Regions from separate parts of the Zea mays genome. Here region 1 is linked to region 2. Evidence: chromatin contacts called from public Hi-C data. All regions are on one chromosome and are shown on one strand. Each heading gives the region's core, a stretch centred on a gene start, on an enhancer-like site or on the middle of the called end of the contact. The rest is flanking DNA. Distances are from core to core; before and after follow the strand shown. Region 1 has its middle 150 kb from the start of LOC100384701. Region 2 holds the start of LOC100384701 (Galactose oxidase/kelch repeat superfamily protein).

Region 1 (6,697 bases), core at 1,160-3,659, 150 kb before region 2:
GTGTTTATACAAAAGAGACCCTGAGCTTCTATGTAATTAGGCCAGAGAGCTATTTAGTTGGAAGATCATTGCGCTAAGGTCCTAGAAATTGCGCAGCAGACCCAGAACTCTTCATATATAGTAGCTGCAGTGCAAATAAGCTTTGGATTAAATAAAATAAATCTGATAACTAATTTCTAGTACAAAAAAAATCAAACCACCTTAGAAAATCCATAACTTGTTCTTTTTAGCTCCGAATTCAGTGGTTCTCGAACCTATAATTTCGCAGTGACACATAGAACAATACTATATAGTTTGGTATCATGTTTGATGTGATGTTAATTTCTCGTGTACAATGTTTGTGTGTATTGTTGTGAGTAGACGAGCAAGTGACCGAATTGCCCAGAGCACCACAGGTTGAAGAAACTGAGAAGGAGCTCGCTGAAGGCAAGTTGTGCCCTTGATCACCCTTCTTTACCCATTAATTAATGTTCGTGTTAATTACTGTGACATGCTTAGAATAATTTTGATGGGACCCAATAGGTTACCTTAGTTTGGTTTATCTTACACTTTGCCTAACAATAAATAATCAAGGTGAATTTTACCTAACAAGTAACCTAACAAGGTAATCAGATAAATACAACACACCTCTACCATAACAGATAAACTGAAGTATTAGGTCAAATAATATGACACGTAATGATCAGACATACTAGTAGACAACGTGGGTGGAAGCAGTATGGTAAACAACGTCGAAGCAGTAGGGTCAACGACGTCGAGGCAGGGTCGATGAGAAGAACGCGAGCAGTCGCGTGAATACGCTTCTCGAAAACCTTATTCGCCCTCTCCCGGTGTAGGATCTCGAAGGCTAATGGTTCCAGAAACCTGCTCTCCCGTTCGTAGATGCACATCGGCGCTCGAGGTGAAGAGTACTACGATGGCGGTGGAACTATGAGCAGAGGCAAAAACCTAACTCAGGTTGGGATGCATTTCTGGCAAGGACTAGCAGGCACCTTATATAGGGTCAGTCCACGAATCGATAAGCTCGCGATCCGATCTGATCGTGATCTGATTAGGACTCATATCCTTATCTGGTTCCAACATTTCCTTGCCATACATGGGCATTTGCGATTTTTTAGGATTTAATTGAATTTATCAATTGGGCGAAGCCCATAAATCCAACAAAATCCAATAGAAAATAATCCATAATGTTTGGTTCAAGAGTTTAGTTGGATGGATCGACTCTGTTCTAGATTATAAGGATAGAACGGCTATGTTCTGTGTTTGGTAGCTAGAACAGAGCCACTATATTTTTTTGTTTAGTTTTCAAAGTGAAGCATAGCGGAGCATCTGTATTCTGTATTTTGTTCTGGAGTAAAGCAGAACAGAAGAGGAAGCTAATGACAGGAAGGGGGAGAGGAGCAATGGACTCGCGAGCGCACTGGTTTGATCATTTCTAGGGTGCCCAGAGATGCAACATATCGAAGGAATTAATATTCTGATTTTGGAGCGGCTCAATTCCATGTGAAATCAAACCAAGCATGCTATATGATGGAACGGAGCGATTCAACTATTTCTAACTCTACAACCAAACACTACCTGACGGGATCTTAACTCAGGGGTTTTAGGTCCCTCTATGAGAAGAGTAAGTACAATTACACTTTCTTTTAGGGTTTGTTTGTGAGCGAGAGTAATGGAGGGGATATAATCCCTCACTATTTAATTTTGAATGGTGAGGGATTCTAGTCCGCTCAATCCCCTTCATTACTCTTGCCCTTAGGACGTGCATAATCCATTTGGATAATTTATACTCATGGTCTTTAAATGGTTGAATGAAAAAAAAAGATATAGCCTCTCTTTGTGAAAAGTTTATTTCTACATGATTATTTATATATAAATATGACTGATTTTAAAAACATATGTTATATCACGCATTTTCTTTGACGGGTTTATGTTTTCATTGTTAGCAGCAGTGCCTCGATGTGAAGGAAAACCGAAAGATAGCGGAGTTGACAACGGAGGCCGCAGATGGGCATGGGGCGCTCAGGATGTGTGACACCACTCCGCTCTGCCGTACAGCAGCCACAGGCAGGGGCGCAGGGCAACCGTCCCTTCGTTTTTTCTTTTCTATCCTGCGACCAGTGACGTCCGACGTTGCCTCGTCCAGTGACCAATGCTGCTTGACACACAGATCTCTCAAGGTTGTAGCAAAAGCAATCGGGGAACAGATAATAACCACCAGTGCAAGTAAACACAGTACGGGAAGTCGGGAACTCCCGGCCAAGAATTTTTCGCATCAGGCTGGTTGATGCACATGGGCTGATTGATGCACACGACCAGCCAGCCCATCAGGCCATCACACACCGTACCCAACCCAACCCATGCCCCTACCCCGTCCGAGCCCAACAGGCGCACGCAGGATTCGACCGCGACGCGTTGGAGACCGATAACGTCCTCGCAGGTCGCAGTGCCCGACTGTCCTGTCCCCAGCGAGAGACAGACGCGACGGGTGGTCACCACCGCCGGCGGGCATCACGGCGACACGTCCGTCACACTCGCACCCCTCGAGCGGGCCCGGGGCTGGTCGGTTGGCGCAGCTCCGGATGCTGTCGCGGCGCGTGGGCCGAGCGGGCTTCCGCCTCCGCGGATGGCCGGGCGCGCGGTTCCAGTCACGAGATGCTTTGCGTCGCCGCATGGCATGGCATGGCAACCCGAAGCGCGATGAAACGGCGTATCCCGCCCGCAGTCTACGTGAGGGAGGCCCGAGGTCGCGATCGGTATCCGTGCTGCTGCTCTCTTCGGCTCCCTAGACGCTAGCAGGGGTAGTGGAGCACAGCAAGTTGGTCCGTTCGCCGTAGCCATCACGTACTTCCGTCTCTGCGCCTCACGAGGCCGCCTGCGCTGCACCTAGCTACTAGCTATGCCCCCATCGAGGTATGTGGTGGACTCGTGATGGATACTCCCTTGCTCGCTGTGACCGCCTCTCGTTCACTCACATGCAGCGACCGATCCATTATGATGCAAAACACAAGGCCTGGCAGCAGGCCAGAGCGCTGGCATTGAATAGAGTATATATCTGCACGAATTCGTGTGCCGTGGGCGTTTCCGAGGCGCACTTGAGAACGCAAACAGCCTCTCGAGTGCAGTGGAGTCTCAACCGACGTGCATAAACAAAAGGGAAGCCCAGGCGCTATGCTCATCACCCTAGATGAATGTGAGCACTTCGAGAGTTGCGACCTTGCTGCTCTACACCCCAAATCCCAAGATCAAATTGAGAGTAGGGGCACGGTTGAGAGTTAGGGGGTGTTTGGTTTCTAGGGACTAATGTTTAGTCCCTTCATTTTATTCCTTTTTAGTGTATAAATTGCTAAATATAGAAACTAAAATAAAGTTTTAGTTTCTATATTTGGTAATTTTAGAACTAAAATGGAATAAAATCTAGGGACTAAACATTAGTCCCTAGAAACCAAACACCCACTTAGTGTATTCTGTATATTTATTAATTATACTATTACTAGCGGTGTGTTTTTCTCGCGACCAAAATTTCGAACATTAAAGAACTAAATAAAGTCTAATTACAAAACTAGTTATATAAATAAAAATTAAAACGAAAAAAATAAAATTAATTAATTAATGATTATCAAATGTTTATTATAACATTACACGAGCGAATCATAGTCTAATTATGCGTAATAGACTCATCTTATTGTCTATATTTTTTTTATCTTTATAATTAGTTTTGTAATTAAAATATATTTAATACTTCTAATTAGTATTTAAACAACCCAAGTGATGAGGCTAAAATTTTGTCCGTGAGATCCAAACGAGCATTTAAAGCATGTACAATAGCATTTAATATGAGGTCTCTTGAGAGATCTCTTCGGTGTTAATTAGGGCATGTACAACCTAGATACAGCTGCACGGTACTCCAAGTATAAGACACAACTAAACACAACATAATACAGTGGTCATGTCTAAAACATGTGTCTTACCATATTCATTGTACCAATCAGAGCATTCAATAAATTAAAGTGACCAATCAGATAGTCTCCTGTCTCGAATATAGAGCTAAGACACTGTGTCTTCGTCAAGATACATGTCTTGAGATTTTTTACATTCACCCCCCTAGACACACTCTAAGACACAACTTAAGATACCCACTGTACATGCCCTTAAACAAATACAAGAGACGAGCTCGTCTCTATACGACTCTCCATATATACTGTCTCTTACCTATGTTTATGACTTAAAGTCTTAGGACATGTACAACACTGAGACGATAATTCAGTTTTCTAAGTACAAAAGACAATTTAGAGACTATGTGATACAACATTGAGACTCTAGGCCATAAATGCAGCTAAATAACAATATGTATTGAAAATCGTGTAGAGACGGGCTATTCGCGAATAGCCATTCTCTTATGTTTTTTCCAATTAGACTCAAAAAGATCACATATTAAATGTGGTTGTACATAGCCTTAGGATCGTATCATACAATTTTTTAGTTGTCTCTTGTACTCTGAAAATCAATCCAATGTCTCTAAATTGTAGATGCCCTTATATCATCGTAGCCACGCAATATATCTTGTCCAAAGTTCAAATACTCGCCCCTTCCCACAAAAGTACTATAAAAAGTGTCGCTATAGTATTTATAATAGTCATTTTAAAATTTAAATAAATTTATAGGATTTTTTTATAAATTTATACCTTTGAATAAATTTATATAAACATATGTTCAATTATCTATCTATAGTACTAGTTATATACTATAAGTATTAATATTAGGGACAATTGCATCATTGCCCCTGTTTTATGGTGTAATTGTAGATTTATTCATGTTTTTTAGGCTTTGTATGTTTGTTCCTATTTTTTCAAAGTAAAAAAGTAGTTGAATGTCCTTGCTCCTTTAGTTGTACTTAATGATTTTAAGTCTTGATAAAAAAAGACAAAGAACAATTGCACTAGTGGCATTGTTTTGGAGTGTAATTGGAGTTTTTCCCCTATCAATAATTCAAAAAATTTGGCAAACAATAATCCAAAAAATAACAAAAATAATTCAAAATTATTTTGACAACAATATTTCACTTTTTTATTTTGAAAATAATTCAAATTATTGCAAAATAAATCAAATTATTGCAAAATAGTTTTAATTATTGTCGGAATTATTTGAATTATTGTAGAAATAATTTAAATTATCATAAAATATGTAAAGTCTAAAAATAGGGGCAAAACTATAATTACACTCTAAAATAGGACACTGGCGCAATTATCCCTTATCTTTTTATCAGGACTTAACATCGTTGAATACAACTAACGGAGTAGGAGCATATAACAATTTTGTTTTGAAAAACATCGACAAACACACGAAGTCTAAAAAACAGAGATAAATCTATAGTTACACACTAAAACAGGGCATTATCGTAATTTCAACTTAATATTATATGTATATATAATCAAAGTTAAAAATATCTGACTCTTGTAAAATGTTGTATTCACCATTTGTAGAGAAATTAGATAAATAAATTTTGACATTTTCAACAATACATTAGATTTTATTCCAGTCACTATATCAACCACTAAAACATAATGACTATGAGAAAAACACTAGTACAAAACAGCTCTATGCCTATGGTGCGCACTAATTTTAGTACAAAACAGAGATAAATCTTCATTTTTTGGATGAAAGATGCTAATAAAGGTTGATTTATGTTTCTCTTGCTAATTTTAGTTCATTTTTTCTCAATTTTATCCACTTTTTTGGATTTAGGGTTTCACCATGTGTTAAAGAGAAGAGTAGCTATGTTATTGTCCATGTTTCTTCTAATGAGGTTGTTTAAGATGGCTAAATATTCTCTCTCCTCTCTCTCACTTTTCATTTTTACTTTTCAATTTAGTTTATCTAAGATATATTTAGTTGTTTCATTGGTGTGTTCTTTTGTGCCTTTAATTATGTTACATAGGTTTCTGTCTTTAATCTTTCTATTTAATTTTCAATTTATTTTAATTATGCACTATGTATGTTTATATGGAGAGGGAAAGATAGGTTTGGTAATTAAGTTTTTTTGTTTATTAGTTGCTAAGAAATGTTAGTTTATGTCAATTTGTGTGCATTCTTTAGCCACTTTTTAGTTCTAAGGTTTCACCATGTGTTAGAGAAGAAGAGTAGTTATGTTATTTTCTCTATTTTCTCAAATGAAGCTGTTTAAGATGGTTAGATATTGTCTCTCCTCTCTCCCTTTTCATGTTTACTTCTCAATTTAGTTTATCCAAGATATATTTAGTTATTTATTGAGGTTACTTAATAGGGTTAATTTCATTCATATAAATTTTTTACAGGTAATGATGGAGGGATCATTCTGGATGTATAACTTATCAAGACTAGATCAATCATACATATCTGAGGTCCATAGGTTTATTGATGTCGCTAAGAATCTTGCTTGGAGAAAAAAAGACAAAGCACATATAACATGCATGGACTGCAAAAAACGTTGTTGTATTTGATGACACAAAACAAACCATTTTTCATCTGGTCTGCTAAGGATTTATGAAGGATCACATGATTTGGGCAAAGTATGGAGAGGGTAGCTCTTTGCCTTATACAACTAGAAACCCTACAAACATTAACGACGAATTTCAGTTTATACATGAGACACAACAACCTCTTCCCAGAGAAACATGTAGTGCCAAATGTTACTAATCATGGTTTCTCTAGAGGAAAT
Region 2 (7,102 bases), core at 4,132-6,631:
CATACCAACCAGGTAAAACTCAAACTCACCCTAAATTCTCACACAGAGCGAGGGGTGGACTGAGCAAGCTCCCAGTGAGCCACAAGCTAGGTGACTAGCCCATAGGTCATTTGCTCGCACCCACGTCCAAGGTCGAACCTCACATTCTCTTGCAGAAACCCAACTGACGGGGTGGCCACGAGGCCCCTCTTTGGTCGGCCAGACCGACCAAAGAGCCAAAACAGGGTCGAATAAGGAAGGACTAAATGAGATGCCCTGGTGGGTTGAGCTTCCTAGTGGGACCACTTGCCGAAACCAAACCCCACCAAAAGGTGATCGAATCTCACTTAGATAACTCGTTTGGAGCTCGACGGCTGCTTTCCCTGTGCCAACTAGGTTGGTGGACGATGGCCTCCTCTTCGAAAGAGCCTTGAGAGATCTTCAAAGGGGAGAAGCATGTTGATCAAGGATCAAATACTCAAGGAATCATCAACCCAAGAGGACATCACCCAAAGACTACGCCCAGTTTCGACGCTCGTCGGTAATAACCGAGCAAAAGTGGACCCACGCTCAGTGCGTGACAACCACCGCAGGCAGGGCTTGTCCCTAAAACTGTGCAATAAACCCCAAGCAATTCACATGAATTCCTTGGGGGCAATATCTAGCAGATGCGCTCGCGTGCATCCGAGATTTCAAACGTCGGTAATAACCGAGCAAAAGTGGACCCATGCTTAGTGTGTGACGACCATCTCGGGCAGAGTCCGTCCCTAAACTGCGCAATAAACCCCCACACAATTCGGACAAATTGATCGGGGGCTCGGGCTCGGGGCCTACTTTCAGGTACCTAGGAACATGGTACCAAAATAAGGCCCATAAAACCTTCTTGCTGACCAAAGTCTCCCTGCCAAGCAGAATCGTGAGGTAGAGCGACCGACTAGATCCCCGTCGAGCAAGTTTGCATGGCAGGGCGATCGACCAGGTCCCTACCAAGCAAGTCCGCGAGGCGGAGCAGTCTACTAGGTCCCTGCCGAGCAAGTCCTCGAGGCGGGGCGCCGACTAGGTCCCTACTAAGCAAGGCCGCAAAGCAGAGCGGTCGACCAGGTCCCTATCAAGCAAGTTTGTGAGGCAGAACGACCACCTAGGTCCCAACCAAGAAAGAGAGGAAAGGTGGAAACCTGAGTCAAACGTCGCAAAGTCCACTCCAACTGAGATAAGACATGACATCATGGGCCATGGCCAGTCATCCGAACGGCAGGTCACAAGCACACCGAGTGGCCGCTATCGACATGACCGCACCTCCCCAACTATGTCCCCCAAATGTGGTCCCATAGCCTCGAGGGCCTGGACAGCCATATACATAAAATACCTCAGCATCGAAGCTTCTACAATGATTCAACTATTGGGTAGTGCATAGCAGATACACCATAATGGGTGTACGCCTACACACGCCAACGAGTAACGCAGGCTCATGATGATAGACAAGACCGCATGACGCATGACTACTCCATACGAGTGACCTGCGGGACCCCCACGCACTACCATAAGAATGTCAGCGGAAGACCGCACGGACAGGACAATACGACATGATGGGAGTAGGGCTGCGCACGACCCTACGGACAACATCAAAGGAACCATGCTACACAAAGGCCACCGACCGAGCTCCCCCGACATAATACAAGTCCTCATTGTAGAATCCAGCAATTGAACTATAAAAAGGAAGGAGGCCCTCTTTTCTGAACACACAAGCACACCAATAGTAACATGCTCCAGAGCTATACTATGATCAGCACTACACTTAACTAGGGCGCAAGCATGAACTAGTATAATCCCAACATCTCAAACCCCACGTTCGAGTCCCTATGATTCACTATTCGGAGTGAGTCTCCGCTAATCCCCCCACTGAACACAAATATTACTGCTCCCTAGTTTCTAAAACCATGACAATTACATTCCTTAGGATTGTCTTGGAATCTAACACACATGCATATGGAAAGCATAATATCCGGTCTAGATGCACATAAGTAGAGTAAAGAACCAACCATATACTGATATACCTTTTGATCAACTATTTTACCTCCTATGCCAAGGACGAGATGTCCATTAGCTCCCAGTGGTGTCTTGATGGGTTTAGCATCCTCCATCCCAAACTTTTTCAAGTGTCATGATTGTATTTGGTCTGACTGATGAAGGTGCCATATTTGAGTTTCTTTATTCGAAATCCTAGAAAGAACGTCAGCTCCCCCATCATTCACATCTCAAACTTCTTGATCATAATTCTATTAAACTTTTCACAAGACGATCCGTTAGTAGAGCCAAAAATAATATCATCAACTTAAATTTGGCATACAAAAAGATTGTTATCAATTGTCTTAGTGAATAGAGTAGGATCGGCTTTTCCAACCTTGAGTTTGCAATTAAAAAGCCATTAAGGCATATATATATAGCATGTTGTTGGTGCTTGCTTAAGCCCATAGAGTGCCTTATTGAGCTTAAAGACATGGTTAGGATACTTATCATTCTTGAAGTCAGGAGGTTGCTCAACATGTACCTCTTCTTGATCACTCCATTGAGAAATGCACTTTTCACATCGATTTGAAACAACTTGAAATCATAGTAAGTAACATAGGCTAATAAAATTCAAATTGACTCAAGCCTAGCTACATGTGCAAAGTTTTCATCAAAATCCAACTCTTTGACTTGTGAATACCCCATGACCACAAGTTAGGCTTTGTTCCTTATCACCACACCATGTCCATCCTGTTTGTTGTGGAAGACCCACTTGGTTGCTACAATATTTTGGTTAGGACGTGGTAATAAATTCCAAACCTCATTTCTCTTGAAGTTGTTGAGCTTATCCTGAATTGCCACCACTCAGTCTGGATCCTTTAATGCATCTTCAACCCTGAAAGGCTTAAGAGAATACACAAAAGAGTAATTCTCATAGAAATTAGCAATTCGGAATGAGCAGTTACTTCTTTTGGATATCTCCTAGAATCATGTCGATGGGGTGATCTCTCTGAATTGCTTGATGGACTCCTGGGTGAGGCGTCTTTGTTGTCTAAATTTCTTGATCATCCTCCTTTTCTTGATCCTCATCTCCCCTTGATGCATGCCCTCATCTTGAACTTCTTGTTCATCATCCTGAGTTGGACGAAAGGCTTGTATGGAGGATGGTTGATCTTACTCTTTATTAGGCTCTTGTGGGAACACATCTCCAATGGACATATTCCTTAGTGCAGTGCAGGGAGCCTCTTCATCATCTAATGCATCAAGATCAACATTCTCTTCTTGAGAGTCGTTAGTCTCATCAAACACAACATAACATGAAACTTCAACACAACCCGTGGATTTATTGAAGACTCTAAAAGCTCTTATGTTTGAGTCATAACCAAGTAAAACCCCTTCTACTGATTTAGGAGCAAACTTAGAATTTCTACCTCTTTCTACCAAAATGTAGCATTTTCTCCCAAATACTCTAAAGTATGAAAGTTTAGGTTTGTTACTAGTTAGAAGTTCATATGATGTTTTATTAAGGAGTCGGTGTAAGTACAACCGGTTAATGGTGTGGTTTCTATCCAAAACCGATCTGATGTCTTGTATTCCTCAAGCATGGTCATCGTCATATCAATTAGAGTTTTGTTCTTCTTTTCCACCACACCATTCTATTGTGGTGAATAGGGAGAGGAGAACTCATGCTTGATTCCCTATCTCTGAAGAAAGTCTTCCACTTGAGTGCTCTTGAACTTTCTTATGTTGTTGCTTCTTATCTTCTGCACAAGGAGCCCCTAGGGAGGGCCTATTGCACACATCTCAAGGCATGGGGTCTTGTAGTCTTTTCCTGGTCATGGGTCCCAATGCTTGTGGACCTATGCAAGTCAATCTGGTAATTTGCTGATGATAAGATCCTTGCACGTGTCATGGTACGAGTCGGAGGTATGTCTTTTCCGAGACGCTGACATATTTTTATATTAAAAAGTGTCGAGGATAGAGGATTAAATATGATACTTTGTTGAGTTGCACTGTAGATAAAATAAGGACAATTCCAAATATAATTTATGGTATAATTTTTATGTTTGCTAGATAATATATCTTATACATAGAAACTATATTTTTGGTGAACATGTTTTTTAATTAAATTTTCATCTAAGCACTTGCTTCGTATCGCCAAATCATATGTATTTTTATCTTGATTCTCGTGTAGAAAGTAGTTTCTTATATAATAGATTATCTTTTATCTCTCCTTTTTATTATTAGGATACTAAGTTACTATTTTACTTGGTATCTAAATTGAGGCTATGCATCTTACTAGAGAAAGTATAATAATATAGCCGAACACTGGCTATAAGAATCTTTGCAGCCTACCCCTTAGCCCATCTATATAGTAGTTAGCTTTTCACAATTAATTGTCTCTCTCACAAAGCGTCTTTGTTTTTGTGTTTGAGCTGGCTATAAGTTTACACATGTTTTTCTTCTATTTCCTCCACCTCAGTATTTAACATGTTTATAGCCTGTTATTATACTTAGCTCTTAGGGCGTGTTTGGTTCGTGCATCATTTCTAGAATCTCATTCTACAATCTTTTTATTATTAGCCAAACAATGTTTGAATTTTGTATTGGATTTTGTACCAGAATCTCATAATCTAAATATATAATTAGATAATAGAATTTGTTGTGGTATCTAACTTCTCAAAATTTGTAAGGAGCTAAACACCACCAAAGTACTCACCCTAAGACCGTATAAAAAAGTTTATCTATATGGTTATCCAAAACACTGTTTTATACTGTTATGCATTATAGACTATAATGTTTCGTAGAGTAAAATTTAAATATATAGACTACAAAAGGCACAGCTTCCCATGGCATCACGGCCACGCACCGCAATGCATCCCAATCCCAAAACCCCATAATTTTGAACAAATCACAACCCCCCGTTTTCCAACCCAAGCCAAACCAAAGCCCTGGTTCGTCGGTAGTCCGTCAGCGTGGAGTGTACTGTAGCCATGTAGGTGTGCAATTTGATACTCCCTCACACACTCCCAGGCACACGTTTCCCCATACACGCCCACACCATCCAGTCCAGTCCAGTCCAGTCTAGTCCGCCTCTTCATTTCATGCTGTATTTTCATAGCAGCAGTAGCCAGTAATAGATGCTGCCTTGCGCGGCTGTTACTACTACTCACTCTACTCCTACCAGTGGAGTGTGTAGTACGTGGTCACACCACACCACGGAGAATCAGAGTATCAGACCATAGTATAGGAGAGCAGAGCAGGGCGCCTTTGCATCGCAAGGTCACTCGTGTCCCCACTCGCCTCCGTCGCCTCCACGCAGCAGCAGCAGCGGCTCGGTCGCCAGTATTCATAGCTGGGGGTAGGGCGGGCGACCCGCCGCGACTGGGAGAACCTTGGACATGAGTTGAAAGGCCCTATCTTTTCATGTCCATGTCCATCTCCCGAGTGAAAGCGAGCGAGCGAGCGACCGATTGATTGACGTGTGATGCCTCACTAGCTGGAGAGCGCTCTCTCCTTTGTGGCAAATCTCATCAGCAACAGAGACGGCTGGTGTGACACCTTGTGAAAACGCCCGCTCGCTCGCTCAGTCGCTCCGTCTCTCTCTCCCTCCCTCCATATCTCCCTTTGCCACCTGCTGTCTCCCTCCTCATCTCTCTCCAGTCGAGTCGGCAGTCTCTACCACTCTGCTTCCTTTCCCCTCCTCTTCTTCTCCAGAAAGCAGAGGCATGGAGCGGCAGAGGAAGGCAATGTGGCTGTACCCCAAGGTGGTCGGCTTCAACCCGCCGGAGAGGTGGGGCCACTCCGCCTGCTTCTTCGAAGGGGTCGTCTACGTCTTTGGGGTATGTATCCTATCGTATGATGATATGATGTCCATCAACCAACGCCTGCGGTTCTGTTCCATCCTCTTGATCCCGTCTTATCCGGCCATGTTTTCGCTCTGAATTCTTCTACAGATTTCGCGTCTTTCTTGAATTTGATGCCTCCTAGTACAGCTATACTATTTAGTTGCTAGTGATATGGAAGCTTAATACTTACTGGTAGCTGCGAACTAGTTCATCAGGAAGAAGACGCATGCTGGTGGTGGTTTGAGCTATGACCCCGCCTCTACCGGCTGAGGGTAGATTATTTTGGACAAAAGGTTGTTTATCATCTCTGGTGTTCATCCTCTGGAGCTGTGTTTTGTCCCGCTGCTGTAGTGTAGCAAGCCAGCAAGCAAAATGTCGTGTAGCTTTCACCAAAAGCGAGGGAGTCCTTGTCCATAACGGGAAAAAAAAGGTTTTTTAAGCTGATGTCCTCGGTTGTGCTAAGCAGAACCCGCCCCATCTGCAATCCAGTTTGTTAATTTGAGCTGAGGTTTCAGTGGTTTAGCGTCAAATGCACTGCAGCAGGAGTAGAGTAGGACGAGTGGATGGGAAAAAGGAAGAAGATAGCCTTTTCGCTCTTGTTCCTCTTTCCCCCGTCCGCTTGGGTTGGGCCAGGCGAGGACCACTCCGCCCCGCGTTTAAGCTTCCCCCTGATTGTGTGCTGCTGGGATGATGGTATGGTCAGTGGTCACGCAAAGAGAAAAATGTTGAATGCCAGCAGCAATTGGATGGGTGCTACTTACTGCACCGACCCGGACGCCGTCCTCTGCTGGACGATCCGACACATGGTTCCACTTCCACAGTGATGTTGATCAGATCGAACGAACGAGCAATCATTCTGCAATCCGTTTCTTTGTGGTTGGTGTCGGAGCTGCTGTGACGCGACGCGATTCTTTAACTCCAGGGATGCTGCGGCGGCCTGCACTTCAGCGACGTGGTGACGCTGGACGTGGAGACGATGGCGTGGAGCGCGCTGGCCACGACGGGGCAGCGGCCGGGCACGCGGGACAGCCACGGCGCCGCGCTGGTGGGCCACCGGATGCTCGTGTTCGGGGGCACCAACGGCGGCAAGAAGGTGAACGAGCTGCACGTGCTGGACCTGCGCACCAGGGAGTGGAGCCGCCCGCAGTGCAGGGGGGCGGCGCCGTCGCCGCGGGAGAGCCACAGCGTCACCGTCGTCGGGGGCGACCGCCTCGTGGTCTTCGGCGGGAGCGGGGAGGGGGAGGGCAACTACCTCAGCGACGTGCACG

Evidence for each region. Hi-C and Micro-C count contacts between places; a contact is called where the count stands out from the background.
Region 1: a Hi-C map of tassel shows a contact between it and region 2, with 2.8 times the contacts expected there. The contact joins the enhancer-like site here to the promoter of LOC100384701 in region 2. A contact is called at or near these places in 2 of 25 Hi-C or Micro-C datasets (ear and tassel).

Annotation. Positions count from the first base shown.
Region 1 is chr8:37,908,988-37,915,684 of Zm-B73-REFERENCE-NAM-5.0, reverse strand. No RefSeq gene overlaps it. Among protein-coding and RNA genes, the nearest start is that of LOC100384701, 150 kb to the right of the region's middle. Within about 2 kb of position 2,409, at least 17 of the 20 cell types and tissues checked have an H3K27ac peak or open chromatin away from gene starts, as enhancers often do. A contact at or near this core is called in ear and tassel, where this site is marked.
Region 2 is chr8:37,764,524-37,771,625 of Zm-B73-REFERENCE-NAM-5.0, reverse strand. It overlaps LOC100384701 (Galactose oxidase/kelch repeat superfamily protein), which reads left to right and starts at 5,381. Exons shown (of 9, transcript NM_001177176.1): 1 at 5,381-5,828; 2 at 6,757-7,102. The coding sequence starts at 5,715.